Linked DNA regions of Mus musculus: regions 1 and 3 are each linked to region 2. The links are chromatin contacts, called in public HiChIP or PLAC-seq maps. All regions are on one chromosome and are shown on one strand. Each heading gives the region's core, a stretch centred on a gene start, on an enhancer-like site or on the middle of the called end of the contact. The rest is flanking DNA. Distances are from core to core; before and after follow the strand shown. Region 1 has its middle 51 kb from the start of Tbl1xr1. Region 2 overlaps Tbl1xr1 (transducin (beta)-like 1X-linked receptor 1). Region 3 has its middle 40 kb from the start of Gm31813.

Region 1 (4,157 bases), core at 1,403-3,902, 130 kb after region 2:
ACCATACCTTTTCTCTGCAGAGGCAGAGGCAGAGGCAGAGGCAGAGGCAGAGGCAGAGGCAGAGGCAGAGGCAGAGGCAGAGGCAGAGGCAGAGGCAGAGGCAGAGGCAGAGGCAGAGGCAGAGGCAGAGGCAGAGGCAGAGGCAGAGGCGAGAACTCTCTGATTTTGAGACCAGCACAATCTACAGAAAGTGAGTTCCAGGACAGCCAGGACTACACAGAGAAACCCCCCGTGCAAAATAAATAAATAAATAAATAAATAAATAAATAGAAATAAAAATGGATACTGAAAAACAAGCAAGCAAACAAACAAACAAACAAAGAGTAACCCTTCTTGTCTTATATGGGTCAGAAAATAACTATTTGCTTTACTGAGCATTTGCCCTGGGGCTTTCCATGAGATTGCTATCCAGATGTTATATATAGGTACTGGAGGAAAGGTGATGGAGCTACCTCCTTCACATAGCTGGGAAGATGAAACCTTTCACTGGGAGAGGCTGAACCCTCCCCTACAGAGCTCACTCTGCACAATTGACTCAATATCTTCATGGTAGGGACAACTTTCCTGAGAGCACCAGGCACATACAGGTAGCATAGGCAAAACAGTCATACACAAACAATTTTAAATAAAATAGTCAAATTATCAGATTGGTTCTCTCCTTCCAACATGTGGGTCCTGTGTATCCAACCTAGGTCATGAGGCTTGACTGCAAGTGCATTTTTTTTTTCTCTGCTAAGCTACCTTGACAGCCCCATTCATACACTTCAGAATCATTTGCCAATTTGTGGGGGCCAGGAGGCCTGCTGGTACTTGATAGGAATTTCATTGAATCCACACAGCAATTTGGAAGGGACTTAATGATCATAACCTTGGACACTGGGAAAATGACATAAACACATTGTATCTCATTCTATCTTCATTTATTTGGGGTTTCTTTACTCTCAGAAGTGTTTATCGTTTTTTGTTGTTGTTGTTTGTTTGTTTGTTTTTGCTGTGCTATTCCTAGTCTTTTGAGAATTCTGGTGAATTTTTACCTGGACTAGCTGTTCTTCTGGCCCTGGGAGTGTGTGGGTCCTTACTTACAGAGCTCCCACTCTGTCCTCGATGCACTCAGGTTTTCTTCAGGTCCACGGCAGCACGCACAACTGTCAGTGTGGTTCTATCGGGCACTTTCTCATTTATTGTCTTTTCTAAGGACCTTATGTTTTCTGCAATAAAGTTCTTTGCTTCTCGGATATTTACGTATTTGTTATATGAGCCACATATAGTGACTCACAACTGTAAAGTAATCCTAACATGTGTAAAGAAGATGTTGGAGGATCACAGAAGTTTCAGGCCAATCAAGGTTGCATAGTGAGGCTGTCATAAATATACACATAATTTATACTGGAAATTGTGATTGCGCTTCTGAAGACGTTTTTGAAATCTCTTATTGTATTGGATGTCTTTGTGTGTCAACTTGACATAAAAGAGTAAATCAGAGAGAATGGAGTTCGGTTGAGGAAATGCCCGTGAGATCCAGTTGTATGCCATTTTCTCAGTTACTGATCAGTAGGGGAGGGACCAGCCCATTGTGAATGGGGCCATCCCTGGGATGGTGGTTCTGGATTCTAAAGAAAGCAGGGTGGGTACTCCATGGGCCATGGGGAGCAAGCCAGTAAGCAGGACTCTCCTCTGTATCAGCGCCTGCATCTAAGTTCCTGCCCTGCTTGAGTTCCTGTCCTGACTTCCTTCAGTGATGAAAGGCAACATGGAAGTGCAAGCTAAGTAAACCTTTTCTTTCCCAAATTGCTCTTTCATCAAGTTGTTTCACTGCAGCAAAAACAAACAGACGACAACAACAACAACAACACAACAAAAACCAAACCAAAACAACAACCCTAGTAGAATACTTATCTTTAATTCTCTTTCCTTTCGGCTGTTGTTGAAAGGAAATATTGTTGTTCTTTGTAGAACCACCAATTTAAACTTATCCGGGACTAGCTTACAAATAAATGAGACTCAGACTATGCGTCTGTGATTCGGCTTTTTGACAATGAATGGGGGAGTAAGCGCTAACCTACTCTTCTAACTCCTGCTCTGGCTTCCTCCCCCAGATGTATTCCAGATGCTTACTGTTTCTCCTGCTTCCGTGCTCTCATTTCTTCTCCTCTCAAGGTGGCCCCCTCCTCTCTCTCCTTTTTCCTTTTCTCCCTCCCCGCCCCCGCCCAGCCCCCAACCTGGGCATTCCAAACCCACCTATCTCTAATCCATTACTCCAGTAATTGGCCGTGACCAATTTTATTTAACCAATAATTTTAAATCAAGGAACAAGGTTTGCACAACAAAAGCTTGGAGAGTGAGACCTTGCCTAGATTTATTTCCAGCACAGAACTTAGCATTACAAGATATAGCAACAGCTCAAACCTCAACAGTTCTTTTTGTGACTTGCTATCTACTTAAATGAATATTAGTGTGCTCTATTTGAGGTTTGCTCGTGTGTGTGTGTGTGTGTGTGTGTGTGTGTGTGTGTGTGTGTGTGTTTTATATGACGGTTTCACGTATCCCGGCTGACCTCAAATTTACTTTGTAGCCAAGGATGACCTTTAACCCCTGATCCTCCCTCCTATACCTCCCACATACCGAGATTGTGGGCGTGGGCCCCATGCTAGGCCTCTTTGCTTTTGTACTTTGGTTTGTCAGATCTAAAGTAGCCTTAAGTTACTGGAGGATTGCATCCAGTAAAACTCTGCATGACAAGTTGAATTCCACAGTGGGATGGGCTATAATGTGAGACTTTCTTTCAAACAAAATAAAATAATATTAATACATTTAAAGTAAAATAGGCTTATTTTAATCAGACTTATATTTTTTGTTTGTTGTTATATTTTAATTTTTATCAGTTCTTTTTTTTTATCTTCAGCTACTACTACTAGCATTTGGAATTTAATGTTTTAAATTTTATATTTAATTGCATTTGTGTACCAGAGGAATTGGATTCCGTAGAGCTGGAGTTATAGATAGCCTGAGAGACAATTGATATGGATATTGGGAACCAACCATAGGTTTTCTGCAAAGAGCAGGAACACTTGTTAGCAGTCCCTTGGGGTTTCTTTTTTTCTTTCTTTCTTTCTTTCTTTCTTTCTTTTTTTTTTTTTTTTTTTTAATGTGGTGTATGTGTGTGTGCACTTACATGTGCGTGCCTGTGTGCTCTCATGTTCAAGGACTCAAAAAGATCACAGGCTACCACTGAGTGTCTTCCTTGGTGGTGAGCCACTTTACTTATTGAGGCAGGGTCTCCTGTTGGACGCAGTGCTCACTAGTCCAGCCAGTCTTTCTAGCCAATTCAGCTACGGATTTCCTGTCTGTGATCCCAAATGCCAGGATTACAGGCAGGTGATGACTTTTACACGGTTGTTCTGGAGATTTGAACTCACCTGACCTGTCTCCCCACACTCCTCTCTGAGTCTCTCCGCACAGCTGACCCCTATCCACTGGACGCAGGCTTGCCCCGCCCCCACTCACAACTACTTGTGACAGTAAAAATGTCATTCTGAATCCCCATTGTCCCCTGACACTCAGCAGGCAGCTTCCTTTCTTGCCCCCATTGTTCCTGTTTCCCTTCTGGTCCCTGCTGCCCTGTCGTCTCCATTTGCTACAGATGCCACACTCCTAAGCTGAATAGTACTTTCCAGTAAGCGCTTGTTCCCAGATAAGATACATCTGGTAAAAAAAATTAGGAATATCAAAGTCTCAGGAACAGTCATAGTGATTGGGAGTCTGAGGGTGCCCCAGCCCTTCAGAGTCCCTCAGCAGAGGGCTAAGGCAGATTTCTGAGACCCTTTCTTGTGGTGTTTGCTTCCTTTCTTTTAGTCCTGGAGCCCTTCCTGTAGTTCACTGCCATTGACCATGCTCTCTGAGCTCCACATTTCTAGACCTAAATCTGTGAAGTTCGTGCAGGCAAAAGGCCAAATGACTTGGGGAGTTGCTTCTTTGCTTCTAATGTCTGGGAGACTGCAACCATCGCTGAAGGAAGCAAGATGGTCATTATCTTGGCCCTTATCTGGTTGTGTTTTGGTGTTGAATTTCCCCCAGGAATAGAAGAGAAAGCTGTCCTTTTCCCATTTGGTTCCCAGGTGCCTCCGCTAGTAAAATCGCTTGCCACATTGAATGCATCT
Region 2 (4,337 bases), core at 768-3,267:
ATCATGAACCAAATGAACCTGATAAATAGTAGCAAAATGTTTCACCCAAACAGAAGAGAATATATACTGTTAGCTTCACACAGACAATTCTCCAAAATTTACCATGTACTTGGTCACAAAGCAACGTTCAGCAGATGCAAAAACACTGAAATAATCCCCTGCATCCCATCAGACCACCACAGATTGAAGCTGGATTTCATCAACAGAAATAGCAAAAGAAACCTTCAAACTCATGGAAACTGAATGATTACTGAGTCAAGGAAGAAAAATAAGAAATAAAGAAACTAAACACATCCTAGAATTCAAGAAAATGAATATACAGCAAACACAAACTTAAGGGATACAATGAAAACAGTTCTAAGAGGAAAATTCATAGCACTAAGTACCTGAATAAAGAAAATGGGGAGATCAAATACTAGCAAATTAACAGCACACAGGAAAGCTAGATTAAAAAAAAAATAAATAAATAAATAAATAAATAAAATAAGAGCAAGCATATCCAAGAGTAATAGCCAAACTTAGGGTTGAAAATTGAAACAAATAGAACAGTTTAAAGAATCAATGAAACAACAACTTAGTTCCTTGACAAAAATCAATAAACCCTTACCAAAACTAAACAAGAGAGAAAGTATCCAAATCAACAAAATTAGAGAAGAGAAGGGGGACATAACAACAGCCACCTAGGAAATGTCAAATCATTTGGTCATACTTTAAAAACTTGTACTCCATAAAATTGGAAAATCTAAAAGAAACAGATAATTTTCTTATTAGATACTACATATTAAAATTAAATCAAGATTAGTTAACAGCTTAAATAGACTTATAACCCCTAAGGATATAGACGCAGTTTTTAAAAGTCCCCCAAACAATCAAAGCTCAGGGCCAGATGGTTTTATCACAGAATTCTACCAAACTTTCAAAGACACACTATGGCCAATACACTTCAAATTATTCCACAACATACAAACATAAAGAATACTTCCAAATTTATTAAGAGGCAAAAGTTATCCTGATAACCAAACCAACCAAAAATTCAAGAAAAAGAAATTTTCCTTATGAGCATAGATGGTAAAATCCTCAATAAAATACTACTCGTACACTGAATACAAGAACAGTTCAAAAACATCATCATCCACAATGATCAAGTAGGCTTCATCCCAGAGATGCATGAATGATTCAACATAGAAAAATTTCTCACTCTAATCCACCATATAAACAAACTGAAAGAAAAGGAAAGACCACATGATCATCTTATTAGATATTGAAAGGTCTTTGACAAAATCTAATAACCCTTCATGATAAAAATTTTAGAGAGACTGGGGATAAAACGGGCATACCTAAATATAAGAAAGGCAATTTACAGTAAGCCAAGCCAAACATTAAGGCTCCAATCTCATACAAACATCAGAGAACAGAAAAGGTCAGATAGGTCCTGATGTAAGATCAATGGGGGATTTCAATGCTTCAAATTCATCTTAGATAGGAGAATCCAGACTGAAAACCAGCAAAGAAAACCAGGAGCTAAACTATAGCATAGTGTGTGCAACCACTACCTACAGCAGAGAGACTCCAACAGAAACAAAAACAGTCTCAACAGCCAAGGAAAACTTAATATAGAGCACATTGCAGACCACAAACCAACTATTACCAAAAGCAAAAGGATCAAATTAACCGCTCTTATCCATCATATCAACATGCAATAAAATTAGAAACTAATTACTAGAAAACTAAAGAAGCTACAGGAATACATGGAGACAGAACAAAACACCCTAAGATGACCACTGAGAACCTCAGTAAAGAAAAGAGCCTCTAGATTATGGACATGAAAGCTAATAAAAGCTAGGTCATGTGAGACAGCTAAGGCAGTTCTAAGAGGACAGTTTTTAGTGAGTGCTTACTTGGGGAGGGGTGTAACCTCCCCCCAGCCAGAAGCAGGCTGAGCCAGACCTGGACCCTGCTGCCACAAAGGAGATTACCAGGGTGGAGCCTTCCTCCCTAGATCACTCTATTGTTCAGCCACTGCTGCTGTTCTCCTTCAAGATTCTGCTACTTGCTGGTAGGCTACACCCTATCCTGCACCTGGGTCGCCTGCAGCTGGGCTCCAAGGATGAATTGGCAGGAATGGGCCTCCTCCCCCTCCCTCCCACTTTATAAGCGCATTTGCCATTAAACATTTGAGCTTTGATCAGGAACCTTGACTTAGCTCCATTTTTCTCTCTTCTGCCTAGTTTCCCTCTTTCAGCTCCGGCCTGCCACTCAGGTGTACCTTGTCCATGTGAGCCGAAATGGAGGGGGATCAAAAATCAACTAACAATGCACTCCAAAGTCCTGGAAAAACAGTAAGAGTAATCCAAAACAAAAACAGAACGGCAGGTGGTAGACGGTGTTAAAAGATTGCACTGGCTGGTTTTGGATGCCTCCAAGAGATCCAACTGTAAGGCATTTTCTCAATTAGTGATCAAGGGAGAAAGGTCCCTTGTGGGTGGGACCATCCCTGGGCTGGTAGTCTTGGGCTCTATAAGAAAGCAAGCAGAGCAAGCCAGGAGAAGCAAGCCAGTAAGTAACATCCCTCCATGGCCTCTGCATCAGCTCCTGCTTCCTGACCTGCTTGAGTTCCAGTCCTGACTTCCTTTGGTGATGGAAGGAAGTGTAAGCAACATGGAAGTGTAAGCTAAATGAACCCTTTCCTCCCCAACTTGCTCCTAGGTCATGATGTTTATGCAGGTATAGAAACCCTGACTAAGAGAAAGATTAAGGCAGAAATCTGTGAAACTAAGTAAGGCTATAAACAACCATACATCCAATCAGTCAAACTGCACTAATTCTTTAAGAGGGGGAAAAAACAAAACAAACAAACAAAACAAACAAACAAAACAAACAAACAAACAAAAACCAAACCACAAATAGCAACAAACTGGCCAGAAGAAAAAAGAAAAAAGAAATATATCTAGTAGTAAAGGGGTGAGGGGTAGGGTTAGTACAGCTTTCAATTTAATAAGCCAATCATTTAGAAATTCTGTAAACATTTATACTCTTAAAAAAAAAAACTACATGGAATGGGTACGTTTCTAACCCGTGTAGTACCTAGGAGAATTAAAATGATATAAGCAACTTAGTATCAGTGCTATTGAAACAAGTAACTGGAAAGCTTCGCAACAAAACAAGTTCTCATTCAGATAGATGTCTGGGCAAATCCCACCCAACTTGTAACTCTGATATACTTTTCCAGGAGAAAAGGGATGGTCAAGTTCAGGATAGACTCTCTCTTGTCAGAGTTCTCCCTTCCTAGCATGTAGGCTCCTCCAACTCATTCTACTACAACAGTGGTACACTGATACCCGTACTGAATAACTACACAGATCAAGCCACAGATAATTTCCCCAACAAACACATATGTAAAAACTCATAAAATTCTTACAAATCAAATTCAAGAATACTTTTTAAGATCACACACCAAAGCTGATTTTACCCTAGAGATGCAGGTTGGTTCAACATACACAAAACTCTAAGTGCAACTCAGCACATAAAAAGAATTAAGGACAAAACTCCTTCATTAAAAAAAAAAAAAAAGCCAAGAATTAGAAGGAGCATATCTCAGCCTAACAAAGGTTGTATACAACAAACTTATGGCCAACATTGTACTATATGGGAGAAACACTCCTCTAAAATCTGAACTGAGACAAGGGACCCTATTCTCTCAATTCTTATTCATCATGGTGCTTTAAGTCCTACCTAGAGTTTGAGGCAGAGAATGAAACACAGACACAAACATAAAGTCTTACTTAGGTTGCTCTTCCAGGATGATCAACTCCTGGTATGCAGTACCTGGACACACCTTTCAACTTTTCTGAGCTTCTGGACAAGTCCATAGAAAGCAACGTTGTGCACCAGGGAGTGGGGCTGGGCTGTGTCTCTGCCACAGGTCCTTTAGGAAGTGCTGAGCAGAACAAACCCGCCCTTCTCAAAGCCTGTCCACACATCAACAAAGAATGGGGCTGATACACTCCCCCAAACCTCCACAAACTACTCTTCCAAAGGTAGTCAGTATGTGTAGCCTTTCATCCCCTTTCTATACCTCCCCACCGGAACATTTAGATGTACTTGAAAACAAACAGTTATGATTAAGCATTCAATTCTATAGAAACTAATAGTCCCAACAGAGCCAGCCTCATGGTTCTAAGCTCAGAAGTCGTGTTAAATGAAGTTAGATATTACATTGTTGTGGAATAACTAAAGAATCAGAACATCAATTTAAAAATGGAGCTAAGACTGATGGAACAGGTTCACAAACTTATCTGTGAAGCAAGAAATTACTCATGGAACATTTAAAGGACCTG
Region 3 (4,540 bases), core at 147-2,646, 150 kb after region 2:
TCACCACCTGAGAATATTGACAGTGATGGACACAAAGGCCTAGATTTCTGAGGCTCCAGAATGAGATTATAAGTGGCTGTCCTTGGGTGACTGGCAAATGTTGTCCTAGGTGGGTCATACTGAATCAAATCAGCGATTTGCTTAGTTAGTTGGCTGTCTTTGGTTTTTTTGGTTTTGGTCGAATCAGAGTCTCTTAAAGGCCATGTTTGTTTGGAACTTGCTGTGGCCAAGTTTCACTTGAAAGACCTTGGACTCTGGATCTGTGTGGCCATGTCTTCTCTGGAGTGCTAAGATAACAAGTATCTTTTGCTTTGTTTTTTTTTGTCTGTTTTGTTTTGTTTTGTTTTAAGATAAGATCTTTCTATGTAGCTCAAACTGGCTTCAGGCAGATCTTCCTGTCTCAGCCTCTTGAATACTGGGGTTTCAATTGTGTACCTCACTTCTAGCCAAATAATAACTGCCTCTCTCTCTCCCTCTCCTTTTCCCACTCCCTCTGTTATTCATGTATATAATGTATGCATAGGAATGCATGAATGTGTGCCTCTGGGTATACATGTAGAGGTGAGAGCAAGATGTTCAGTGTCTTCCTATAGTTTTTTACAGGAAACATTTTAGCAAAGCTGGCTGGCTCTTGGAATTTGCTTGTCTGGGCCCTTCCAATGCCAGAGTTAAGTGCAAGAACTCTTACCCACTGGGCCATTCCCCCAGCTCCTAAATGAGCTCTTTAGAAAGTGAAGCATCCATGAAATGCTCTTGGGCTGGAAGATAAGCACACAGTTGAAAGAAAGCCAGGACTTAGCCCTCTGCCAAAGGAACAGGATTTGACTGACATTCAGAGAGAGCTTAGAAGAAAGCTTGACCCTGAATGCAGCTTGCCTGATGCCTAACTGCAGCCTTGTGAGGTCTTAAGCGTATGTTCCAATGTGCTCTCCCAGCCTCCCAGCAACCTGACTCTAAGTAGGAGGTGATACTTGCGTATTTATTGCTTTAGCCACTGGAGTTGGTGATAATTCTGTACACACAATAGAAAATGATTTCAGAGAAGTTTGGATCCATCAGTGAGATAGTTTCTAGTGGCATAAAGATGCTGTAAGACTCTGTCAAGCCTTAGCTTACTGACGACCCCCCTGGGTGAACCACGTGGAGCTGGAATCGATGCAAAAGCAAGAGGAATATTATTTAATTCAGCATGCTGGGGGTCACCCTGCACATAGGACGAGAACGATCCCACGCAGCCCATCCAGTGAGCCTTTATACAGTTCTCAGGGCCACTGCCATTAAGCACAATATGATTGGCAGAACAGTGTGATTTTTAAACTGATTGGTCTATAGGGAATGAGGTGGCCAACGGTCTCAGAATGTGTCTACAAGCTCTGGTGGTTGGTCCCTCCTCTCCGTGGTCTGAGGAATGTAATTAGTCCCTCCCTTCCAGAGGGGAGTGGTGCCTATGTTCTTTATGGCCTTTCTCTTCCAGGAGGGGCGGGGTCCGTTGGAATTTTCTAACTTCTGAGCTGACCTCTTCAATGCCTCTTCAAATCTATTTATTTATCGGAAGTAGAGACATTAAATCTTTTAAAAGTGTTTTTATTTTATGTGTATGAATGTTTGCGTATATGTATGTATGCACAAGGTGTGTGTGCCACAAAGGCTAGCAGTAGGCATTGGATACTCAAGGATTGTAATTATAGATGGTGTGAATGTTCCTGGGGTTACTGGAAACTGAACTCAGGTCCTTTACAAAAATAGTAAGTGCTCTTAACTACTTAGCCATCACTCCTGTCCCTAGAGACATTTTAAAAAATAGGGACACAAAAGAAGTATTTATGCAGTAATGTATTCACAAGCCTACTGAATTCTTCTTGTTTTTAAGTATAGGATTCTTATGCTCTGACCAGTGATTAAAAGAAAGAATCAAAGCCTAGACTAAAATCTAGGCTAGTCAGTCCCACAACCTGCCTCCAGGTCCTAGTATCTGTTACAAAGCTTGGACAGAACTGATACATTTTCAATAGTCGCTCATATCAAATATGTGTAACTTTGTTTTAATGGCAGTGGACCGCAGGGCCTTGAGATGCTAGGAAACACTCCACTGTTAATCTATACCCTCATTCCCCTTTTTACTTTGTACACTTGGAGACAGATTCTCACTTACTTGCCCAGACTGACCTTGAACTCAGACTGTAGTCAAGACAGGCCCTGAATTTGTAATTCTCCTGCCTGTTGAATAGCTGAGATTACAGGCTTGTGCCTGACCTGGCAAAAGTCTCATTCTTGATATTTTTTGTACTTTTTTTTTTTTTTGGTCTTGTGTTGGCTTTTTCTCCCTTTTCATGTTTTTATTAATTATGTGCAATTCTGTATTTTGTTATGACATTTGTTTATTATACCCACCGATCATTACCCTCTGATGTCCCCTTCCCACATATGATGATCTCTGTTCTCCTAGGCCTCTTTTATTTTCATGCCCTCTTTCCTTTCTGTGTTTCTTAATAAGTTTAGCTAGGGTTGCTTATAGGAGCACGAGCATTATACTATTCATCATTGAAGCCTAGCCTTCTCTCCCTTAGCAACCATTTCCTGCCTCAGGAAAAAGCAGATTGTCATGAATCCCTTCCACTTCCATGACAGGATCATAATAGGGCCAATCTTGTGCAGATTTTATTCAGATAATCCCAGCCACTATGAGTTCCGAAGTGACATGACCAAGTCATTTCCAGAGGGCAGGGTCCCACAACACTTCACTCCTTCCTCAAGTTCTTAGCTTCTTTTTACTCTCCTTTCTGCAAAGTTCTGAGCTGTGAAAAGGCTGGTATAAATATTCTGTTTATGGCTGGGTATTCAACAAACAACCTTTGACTATGAATCTCTCCATTAAGTGCAGCCCATTGTAAAAAGAAGTTTCTCTGATGAAAGCTAAGAGCAACAGTAATCTATAGGCATACAAGCTATTATTCAGAAGGTAACACAATGAGCACGTTATAGCCATTTAGCAGAACCACAGCTATAGTTTCTCTATATGAGTTTGTGTCATTCCCCACCCCACAGCCATCTCTTTGACCAGTTTTACAGTATCAGAAACGGATGGATTCCTTTCTAGGCAGTGGCCTCTGTTTCAATCAGAAAGTGGCTAGATTCCCCCAACAGAACTGCTTCTAGGGCTTGATCTCTATCTTGGAGATCCTCTTAACCATGCTGGAGCTCTGTCGGTCCATGAATGGGTGATCTTCTTGCCTCAGCTACCCAAGTGCTCCAGGATTGCAGGAACACACTGGTAACAGCTCGCTTTCTGCTTTCTTCAACATCTTCAGTTCAGAGGCTCCTCTGGTTTCCATTATAAAACCTAAGACCCATGCCCTTGAGTGCACATGATCCTGAGCACAGAGCTCTCATGAAAAAACAAAGCTAAATAAAACAATAAAACAGAATATTTTATGTACTTGACAATATCTAAGGGAAAATCATATATGCATGCTGGGGGAGGGCAAATTAGTTTTACTGAAAGAAGTGAAAAATGGATGTTTTTGTCTTTTAAGGTAGCTAAATCATAGTTTTGAAGGACTGATCTACTTCACCAACAGATTATTTTATTTCAGATGCTGTTTAAAATACCTAATGGCTGGATGGCAGAGGGTTTAGCCATGTTTTGTAGGCCTAACCCAATATGATGTGATGGTTTGTATATAGTTGGCCCAGGGAGTGGCAATATTAGAAGGTGTGGGCCTGTTGGAGTAGGTGTGGCCTTGTTGGACTAGGTGTATCACTGTGGGTGTGGGCTTTAAGACCCTCATCTTAAACTGCTTGAAAGTCGGTATTCTGCTAGCAGCCTTCAGATGAAGACATAGAACACTTAGCATCCCCTGCACTATGCTTGCCTTGCCGATACCTCGCTGCCACCTTGATGATAATGGACTGAACCTATGAACCTGTAAGCCAGCCCCAATTAAATGTTGTCTTTATAAGACTTGCCTTGGGGGACTGGTTAGATGGCTCAGAGAGAAAGAGCACCGACTACTCTTCCGAAGGTCCTGAGTTCAAATCTCAGCAACCACATGGTGGCTCACAACCATCCGTAACAAGATCTAATGCCCTCTTCTAGAGTGTTAGAAGACAGCTACAGTATACTTACATATAATAAATAAATAAATCTTAAAAAAAAAGAGTTGCCTTGGTCATGGTGTCTGTTCACAGCAGTAATACCCTAACTAAGACACCTTTCTATCTTCTGCTGCTGTTTACCTGATCAGGTAGAAATGAGACATTTTATTTTGCCATTAGAGAAGTCATAAAAACAGACATTTAGGCAAAAAGTCCAGTATTCTGTTTACATGTTATCAGGATGTAGGCTTCCTGGAGCTGTATCGAGAGCCCCATTCTTCTTGTTCACTCATGGAGCTTGGTTTACTGCTCGTTGTTCAGGAGCCCACCCTAATTGACCACTTAGAACATCACTTCATCTATGAAGGAAGGGAGAAAAGAAAGGGCGAGGAAGTAGTATCTGTTAGCTGAGTCTCTCCCCTTTTTAAGCTGATTTTCCAGAAGG

The links. HiChIP or PLAC-seq counts read pairs in DNA pulled down with a chosen protein or histone mark.
Region 1: a contact with region 2 is called in an H3K27ac HiChIP or PLAC-seq map of embryonic stem cells, with 8 read pairs. The contact joins two enhancer-like sites. A contact is called at or near these places in 1 of 484 Hi-C or Micro-C datasets (embryonic stem cells), 3 of 115 datasets of contacts at active chromatin or transcription factors (embryonic stem cells and microglia) and 1 of 9 other capture datasets (liver).
Region 3: a contact with region 2 is called in an H3K27ac HiChIP or PLAC-seq map of embryonic stem cells, with 7 read pairs. The contact joins two enhancer-like sites. A contact is called at or near these places in 10 of 484 Hi-C or Micro-C datasets (the Ba/F3 cell line, the C10 cell line, the G1E-ER4 cell line and 5 more), 3 of 115 datasets of contacts at active chromatin or transcription factors (CD8 T cells, embryonic stem cells and microglia) and 1 of 9 other capture datasets (liver).

The regions. Positions count from the first base shown.
Region 1 is chr3:22,023,781-22,027,937 of GRCm38.p6, reverse strand. No RefSeq gene overlaps it. Among named protein-coding and RNA genes, the nearest start is that of Tbl1xr1, 51 kb to the left of the region's middle. Within about 2 kb of position 2,652, at least 43 of the 459 cell types and tissues checked have an H3K27ac peak or open chromatin away from gene starts, as enhancers often do. A contact at or near this core is called in embryonic stem cells, where this site is marked.
Region 2 is chr3:22,154,276-22,158,612 of GRCm38.p6, reverse strand. All of the region lies in intron 2 of Tbl1xr1 (transducin (beta)-like 1X-linked receptor 1), which reads right to left. Among named protein-coding and RNA genes, the nearest start is that of Tbl1xr1, 80 kb to the right of the region's middle. Within about 2 kb of position 2,017, at least 26 of the 459 cell types and tissues checked have an H3K27ac peak or open chromatin away from gene starts, as enhancers often do. A contact at or near this core is called in embryonic stem cells, where this site is marked.
Region 3 is chr3:22,002,532-22,007,071 of GRCm38.p6, reverse strand. No RefSeq gene overlaps it. Among named protein-coding and RNA genes, the nearest start is that of Gm31813, 40 kb to the right of the region's middle. Within about 2 kb of position 1,396, at least 21 of the 459 cell types and tissues checked have an H3K27ac peak or open chromatin away from gene starts, as enhancers often do. A contact at or near this core is called in embryonic stem cells, where this site is marked.